Regions from separate parts of the Sus scrofa genome. Here region 1 is linked to region 2. The links are chromatin contacts, called in public promoter capture Hi-C maps. All regions are on one chromosome and are shown on one strand. Each heading gives the region's core, a stretch centred on a gene start, on an enhancer-like site or on the middle of the called end of the contact. The rest is flanking DNA. Distances are from core to core; before and after follow the strand shown.

Region 1 (3,677 bases), core at 300-2,799, 81 kb before region 2:
GAAAACTGGCGTTCCTAAAACATGTAAAGCTTAAATCTCATCTCTGCTATCCTATAAAAATTGTACTCATCCTTTGCCTACCATTTTAACCTCTAACTCTTCCATGTTGATTCTCTCCACAGCTTTGGACCCCTGGAATTACAGATTTCTCTGTCGTCTTTAACAATGCTAAACGTCTGAGTACGCTATATCATTTTTCCTTCATGCAACCCAAATCAAGGCATTTTAAAAACTGTAAACAGGTATAAACATGCTAGTTAATATTGTCATTCTCCAACTCCTTCACTAGAAATCTTTACAAAACTTGTAAATCTGACCTTGCCACACCCACTTAAATTAGCCCTTCATTGATGTCCCATTTTTTTCTTAGAAAAAAAGTATAAATTTTGTAAGTGACCTACAGATTTTGCAACGTCCCTGCTTACTACTCTTTTTGTTTCTAAAGGAGACACTCTCTCTCCCATCGCTGGGCTGTTTCCTCTGAAAATCTCCACTACTCCTAGTTGGGCCTTGTTAGCTTCTACTCAACTCAAATCTTTTTTCCTTTGTTTTTTTTTTTTTTCTTTAGATTTGTATTTATGTAGCGTTGGTTTGATTATTTAACTGATTCTCTCTCTTACTAGAAAATAAACTCCATGATATCCAGGACATTGTCATTTACATGCCTGGGAATACCAGGCAATCAACTGATACTTGCTGAAAGAATAGCTATGTTTGGTTGCTTCCTCCAATTACATAGCAGGCATCCTGGTGTCCACTTTGACCGTTTGTATGAAAAAGCATTTTACTAATTTGAACCTATTAACAGGCTCTGCACAAATAAGTGTGCCCTGCCCCAAAGGGCCCCAAATTTAAACACGAAGACGGAATGTCATCCCCAAGGACCTCTCGCTGGACTGGGAGGGTGGTTGGGGTGGCTGGAGGAAAGGACCGACAAGGCGCGAATGAACTAGCCCGCCAAGAATTCAGAACTAGAACCAAAGTATTGTACATCGCAAGTATTCCTCAATCTGCGTTCAAGCTTCGCTACTCCCACGCAACTAGAAAAGTGCTTTGGGGGGACGCTGGACATAGGATTTGGCAAAAAAAAAAAAAAAAAAAAAATGCAGACCACCCACACCACCCCTGCCCAAGATACACACTCGCCCCCCAAGAGCAGGCCCAGATCTTGGCACTGGGCAGTCTCGACCGGGTACCCACCTCCCGAAGCAGCTTTAGGTCCCCGTGCTGGATCTCGTACAGCTGAATGACGCCGGTGCCCCGCGCGAAGTTGCCCATGGTCACAAACTTGGCGCTGCAGGGCACCCACTTACAGTCGAATACCGTGTAGTTGAGGCTCTTCTGTATATGGGCGATGATCTGAGGCTTCTCAAAGGCCGACATGGTCCACCTGTTGGATTCCGCCTAGGCCACAGGCACACCCCCAACAAACCATGACAAAACGCTAACCTGGAAACCGGAAACCAAACGTTAAGAACAGTTGGTCCCTCCCGTTTGCCGTAAGCGCCCCTGTCGCCCTTGGAAATTGGGTTTAGATGTCTTTGATAATGCCGGATGAGCAACCGAAGACACAAGACTTTTTTCCCTCACCGACAACACAAGCTTGTTTGTAGCCTTTACTTAAAACCTTTAGTATATATTAGAGATAACTAAATGTTCTGGCTGCTAGTTGGCGTGGGCAGAGGGCGACCATAAGAATCAGGCATATTTTAGGACAGCCCTTTCCCCTCCCAATAAACACACACAAAATCTTGCTTCAGGTCCCTTGCGTGGACGTCTTAGGAAAGAGGGCGGAGCCCTGGGGCTGGTTGGTGGAGACTGGGGTCCTGCGAGACGCATCTGCGCGGTACAGCCCCGCACGTGTTCAAGCCGGAAGCTCCCGCTGGGGCTGGAGAGTCCTGAGGATGGAAACCCAGATGGAGGCTCAGAGCCCCTTAGCCGAGGACGGCTTCACCCAGGTCACCCGCAAGGGTAGCCGAAGGGCGAAGAAACGGCAGGCTGAGCAGCTGTCTGCGACGGAGGAAGGAGGGGGCGCGAGCCACATGGACACGGAAGAGGCTCGGCCGGCGAAGAGGCCCATCTTCCCTCCCCTCTCCGGGGACGGGTTCTTGGTACTGGCGGGCACTCACGAACAGGAACGGGGCAAAGCAGAGGCCTGGGGACCCTGTGGCTTTAGGGTGATGTAGAAGCTTTTTATGGCGTGAAGGTTTTAGAGAAGGACTCTCCTGATGTTTAATTCGTTCAGTTGAAGGATGCTCTTTGTGGATCAGCTGTCAGTTTACAACTCCGCCCATCCGACGACTCCTGAGTTGTGTTTTCTTTTATTGTAGAGTGGGAAAGAAGAAACTAGGAAAATTCCAGTTCCTGCTAACAGGTACACGCCGTTAAAAGAGAATTGGATGAAGATATTTACTCCTATTGTGGAGCATTTGGGACTTCAGATACGCTTTAACTTGAAATCGAGGAATGTAGAAATCAGGGTAAGGAGAATGTTAACCATTTTTAAATATACTGCGGTTTCTCTCACCTGTGGGTATGAAAAGGCATGAACCGACTTTCCTTAGAGGGGCTTATTTTGTTAAATGATTTTTTCCCAATTTTCTAATATTTTAGTATTTGAACCTCTCAAATGCTTTCAAAATCTACACTCAGCGCAGATATTAGTCCAATTCATGAGTTGGGCCTGAGATCATACCAAAATAGTAGCTATGTCTCTTTTTTTTTTGAAGGGCTGCACCTTGGCATTTGGAAGTTCTCAGGCAAGGGGTCGAATTGGAGCTGTAGCTGCCAGCCTACACCACAGCCACACCAATGCCAGATCCAAGGTAGTCCTGCGACCTGCACCACAGTTCACGGCAACACCAGATCCTTAATCCCCTGAGCAATGCCAGGGATTGCACCTACATCCTTGTGGATACTAGTCCAGGTCTGCATATTTTTAATAATCTGTGTTGATTAAGAAAAGGCTTAATAAAGAGCTTGTCATAAACAGAAGTATGTAAGTAATCAATGAAAGTACTTGCTATAGTATCATATTTTAGTGGTATTTTTTGAAAAAAAAAAAGTACCGATGATAAATTTAAGTTATACATACGTGTATTTATTCATTCATTCCTTCCTTCCATGATGTCAGGCTAGGAGTTAGGCAGTAGGGTTTCATTTTGTTTTATTTTGTTTTTTCTGAGTGCCAATTTTGTTTCAGAATCAGTGACCTAGGAATTCCCATCATGGTACAGTGGAAAAGAATCCTACTAGGAACCATGAGTTTGCAGGTTCAATCCCTGGCCTCACTCAGTGGGTTAAGGATCTGGCATTGCCGTGAGCCGTGGTGTAGGTCGAAGACGTGGCTTGGATTCTGCATTGCTGTGGCTGTGGTGTGGGCCGGCAGCTGTAGTTCTGATTTGACCCCTAGCCTGGGAACCTCCATATGCCGAGGGTGCGGCCCTAAAAAAAAAAGCAGAAAAAAAAAATCAATGACCAAAATTATTTGTCTTTTTAAGGATTCATCTTAAGACTCATTTCTGTTGAGGGACTAGAATAATAAAGCAGAGAGGCCCTGTTTTAAATAGTTGGTAAAGTATAAAAGTCAAAACTTGACAGAGGAATTCCTCTTGTTCCCATTGCCACTTTCATTCAGGTTTTATGGGTTTTTTGCCAAAATTCTTGTTTGCTTATGA
Region 2 (3,925 bases), core at 835-3,334:
GACCTTCAGGTAAAGGAACTTGTATTAAAGCACTAAAGTGCAATTCAAAACTCCAAAAGATTATGACCTCCCCAAATGAAAGTCTGTACTATGAATGGCTCTAATCTAACTTGTTTTCTGCAACACTTTGGAAAAACCTAAGTTTTGACTTTGAAGGCACAATTGTCTCTGAGGTACCTCCCAAGTTGGCAGGGAAAAACTTCTGTATCTCGAAATCACTAAACATTTATTAAGTCTGCTCCTAATGTGGATTTTTAAGTACACCCATCAGTGCGCTTCAATCATCTGCCCTGTGTTTCACATAAAAGCCAGCTTAACTAATTTCACTTTTTTTTCTCCTCACAATCGCACCAAACTGCTCTTAAGCTGCAAGCAACAGAATTTCTCCTTTCGCTCACCCACCACGCTATCCTGACATAAACTCTACACAAGGTGAAACACCATACAGTGAAAGGTACAAGAAATTACTCAACGTCAACGAATCCGTCGTAAAATCTTTGGTCAACTGTGTAAAAAGCTTTAAAAAAAAAAAAAACTAAATTACATGCCCGGCTATCTGACATGTATGAAAAAAGCCCTGCAAACTTTTTCTACTGTGCATGCAATTCTTGATTACAAAGAGGAAACTCCACCGGCTAGCCCGGGCGAGAGAACCGGTAAGGTAACAGGCTAAAAGGGCGTCGTTGATTTCTTGGCTACAGTGACAGAGGCGGGAGACAGACACACCCCTAGCGTCGGGCTGAAACACTACAGCAGTGAATTCTACCTAGGGATTAAAGTGAGCGTAGGGAAAGACAAATTTAAATCGCCATGATTCAAAAACAACCAGCACAGGAGAGACTTTCGAAGGTAACAAAGAAAACGAAAAACCCTGGGCAGTAAGTAAGCATTAATAAAAAACCAAGTCTCCCCGTTTGTAAAAAGCCGAGTTAGACTCTTTTCCTGAATCTACACCTTGGACCTTTCCGGTTCGCCGCTGCAGAGAGAAGAGCAGCAGCGAAAAACAAACAAACCCACCCCGTAAGATTGCAAAAGGCAGTGAAATAAACACTAGCGGGAGAGAGGGAAGTAAGTGGCAGGATTCCTGCCAAGACTCACTGCTTGAAAATAGAGTGAGTGGGAGAAAGAGCAGCTCTGGAGAGAAAGTGGGTCTTATATAAAGAGCCATTTGCCACATATGATTTCCACAGGATTTCGGAATCTCCCCGAACTTGAGAGTGAGTCTGGGGGTGAAGGGGGCTCCACGTGGAGGAGGGTCCCGAGACAAGAAAAGCCGGCCGACCAGAGGACAGCCCCGGGCGGGTGGCCGGGGGAGCGGGGGTCGAGGCCCAGGCGGAATCCCGGGGGCGCCGGGGGAGGGGGTGGAGGGGCGCCCCGCGGAGGCCCGGGGGCGGGCGCGGGAGCCCCGCGGTGCTGTCAATCCGCTGCCCGCCGCCCCCGAGCCGCGAGGGTTCTCACGGGTCTCTCGAATTTTCCACCGGGGGAAGCCGCCCGGGGGTGTCCGAGCTCTCCCCGCCCCCGCCCCTGGAAGCGGCGAGTGGGGAGAGATGGTGCGTGGGGAAACAGAGGGCTCACCATTTTGCTGGGCGGTCGGCGGCTCGCTCGCGCGGAGAAGAGTGTCGGCGTTCAGACGGGCTCCCGCAGGAAGCGGCAGCGGCGGCGGCCCAGCTACGCTCGGCCGGGGTGGCTGCGGCCCGCGGGACGCCCGCGGGGGAGGGGGTGCGGGCTGGGGGAGGGGAGGCGGCGCCGCGGGGACCGCGCCGGCCGGGTGACTGGGCACGAGGGAGCGGGCGGGGAGAAGAGAAATTGAGGTCGAGATTCAGAGACGGAGAGCGCGGGAGGAGAGACGGCGAGAAGGGGGAGAGACAGGCGAGGAGACGGGGGGAGTATGGGCCAGGCGGCTTGGGGGCTGCAGCCTCGCGCTCGCGCCGGAGCCGTGACGGACTCACTGCAGTGGCTTGTGCTGACCCGCAACCTCAAGGCACGAAAAAGGGGGAGGGCGGGAGAGGGAGGGGAAAGCGGAGCGCAGCAGCGCGCGGGGCGAAGGGCGGGGGCGCGCGTGGAGCCGGCGGCGGGGGCGGGGCTTCCGCGAGCGCCGCACATCCGGGAACTCGCGCGCCGGCTCGGCGGCGGCCGCCGCGGCGCTCTGGCGAGCTCTGGTTGGGGAGCGCAGAGCGCGCCGACCACGTTCTTCCCTCCGCCGGCCGCCCCCAGCGTGCGGGGCGGGGGAAGCGCGGGGGCGGGGGCGCGGACGTCGGTGACGTCGCGTGGCGGAGCCCTTCCTGTCATGTGGCTGGAGGCGGGCGCGGAGCACTGGGGGGAGGGGGAAGGGGGGTGAAGGCTGGCCTGGGCGGGGAAGGAGGAAATGCGAGGGGTGCGCGAGCACTAGGCGGAGGGGGACTTGGACTCAGGGGTGGGAGCTTCGAGGGGAAGAGGAACAGTTAGATATGCAGCCTTAAGGTGTCGGAACCACCCAGACTCTGCGCGCGCACACACACAGAAACACACACACAAGGAAAATCCCAGCCCTGGGGCAAGAAGGAATCAATTTGCGCTTGAGGACAGGTATCTTTGCATCACTGTGACGGCTTGGACCCCCTACAGAATGTATGGCACATCTAGGCTGTTGTCACCCGGGTGCAGCAGCCGCAGGCCCACACTCCAGTGTGGGTTGGCAGTCGGGAGCCGGGTTGGAGAGCCAGAGTTGGCTGCAGCTTAAGGCGCAGGAAGTCACTGCACAACCGACTAGAGGGGTTGCCTTCCACTACCGCAAAGCCTTTCTCACCCAGCTCGATATTTTCCTTAAACCCTTCAAGCTACCATTTGACGCGGAACAGCAGTGTTTGTTTTTGAAAAACGTTAGAAGACAGAATGCCCACTTGTCCCTTTAGCGGGGCTGTATCCACTTTGGTGGCAATTACCATTCCCGGAAAATTCAGACTACCAGTAGGAAATGGAGTCCAGAAAAGCATAAGGAGGAAAGTTATGTTCAGAAGGGAGGCGGGAGCTGCCAGGAGAAGCGTGGTATAGATAATGAAGAAAACATTTGTAACAGTTTTAACCTCTTCAGAGCTTGGTAATCATGTGTGTGTGTGTGTGTGTGTGTGTGTGTGTGTGTGTGTGTGTGTGTGTGTGTGCGCGCGCGCGCGCGAGAAATAGCAAGAGATGTTTACTGAGTGGTCAGAAACTCCTTATGGACAAACTATTTTGGGTAATTTTATAAAACCACTGTTTTTAAAGGCAGTCTGTTAAAGCTCCTTATGTGAGAGTTCTGTTTTTCCACGCTAACCTTTTTTCTATATGATAAACACTCATCTTTTCTAATAGCTCAGTGATGTGCCCTAGGTCTCCCTGCAACCCCCCTTTTCTTTAAGAACTACCTTGCTTCCGTGTCAGGATAATTAAGGAAAAGTAACTTAGACTGATAAGCTGTATCAAGGAAAGGCCAAGAATTGACCCTGTTTCTTCCACCTTTTATTCTAAGAGCTATGTTGCTATTTAGATGACAAAATGTATTCCAAAACAGGGAAATCCCTAAGGCAAATTGTCGTTTACATTTTTTTTAGGTGTATTATTTTTTCATTAGCTTTTCATCATAAAATAAGGCAGGCTTGTTTTTTTTTTAAGTACAATATTAAAAAAATTCCTCCTCCTCAACTCCATTTCTCAGAGATAATCACTGTAGCTGCATTTGTGTGTGTGTGTGTCCCTTGGACATATTTAGTGAAAATCAAATTATCATTTTGACTGAGGATTGAATACTAAGAAGGAATTTGAGCTATATGGATGCAGTAGGCTGAGTAACCCGTAATTTTGTCATGGTTTCAGCCAGTTCAGATTATAATTATTCAACAGATATCTGTTGTGAACCTAAATCAGAAATTCAAGAGCAGAGCACTGTGAAAGATTGCTTAACCTCTGTGAC

Evidence for each region. Promoter capture Hi-C pulls out the DNA fragments that hold promoters and counts their contacts.
Region 1: a promoter capture Hi-C map of liver shows a contact between it and region 2, with 4 times the contacts expected there. The contact joins the promoter of WDR92 here to the promoter of PPP3R1 in region 2. A contact is called at or near these places in 1 of 5 promoter capture datasets (liver), 4 of 47 Hi-C or Micro-C datasets (fetal heart ventricle, fibroblasts, heart right ventricle and 1 more) and 2 of 2 datasets of contacts at active chromatin or transcription factors (alveolar macrophages and skeletal muscle).

Annotation. Positions count from the first base shown.
Region 1 is chr3:74,083,005-74,086,681 of Sscrofa11.1, reverse strand. WDR92 (WD repeat-containing protein 92) reads right to left here and starts at 1,549. Exons shown (of 8, transcript XM_005662502.3): 1 at 1,201-1,549. The coding sequence starts at 1,383. PNO1 (RNA-binding protein PNO1) reads left to right here and starts at 1,786. Exons shown (of 7, transcript XM_003125074.4): 1 at 1,786-2,111; 2 at 2,331-2,480. The coding sequence starts at 1,905.
Region 2 is chr3:74,002,779-74,006,703 of Sscrofa11.1, reverse strand. PPP3R1 (calcineurin subunit B type 1) reads right to left here and starts at 2,084. Exons shown (of 6, transcript XM_021087426.1): 1 at 1,576-2,084. The coding sequence starts at 1,578.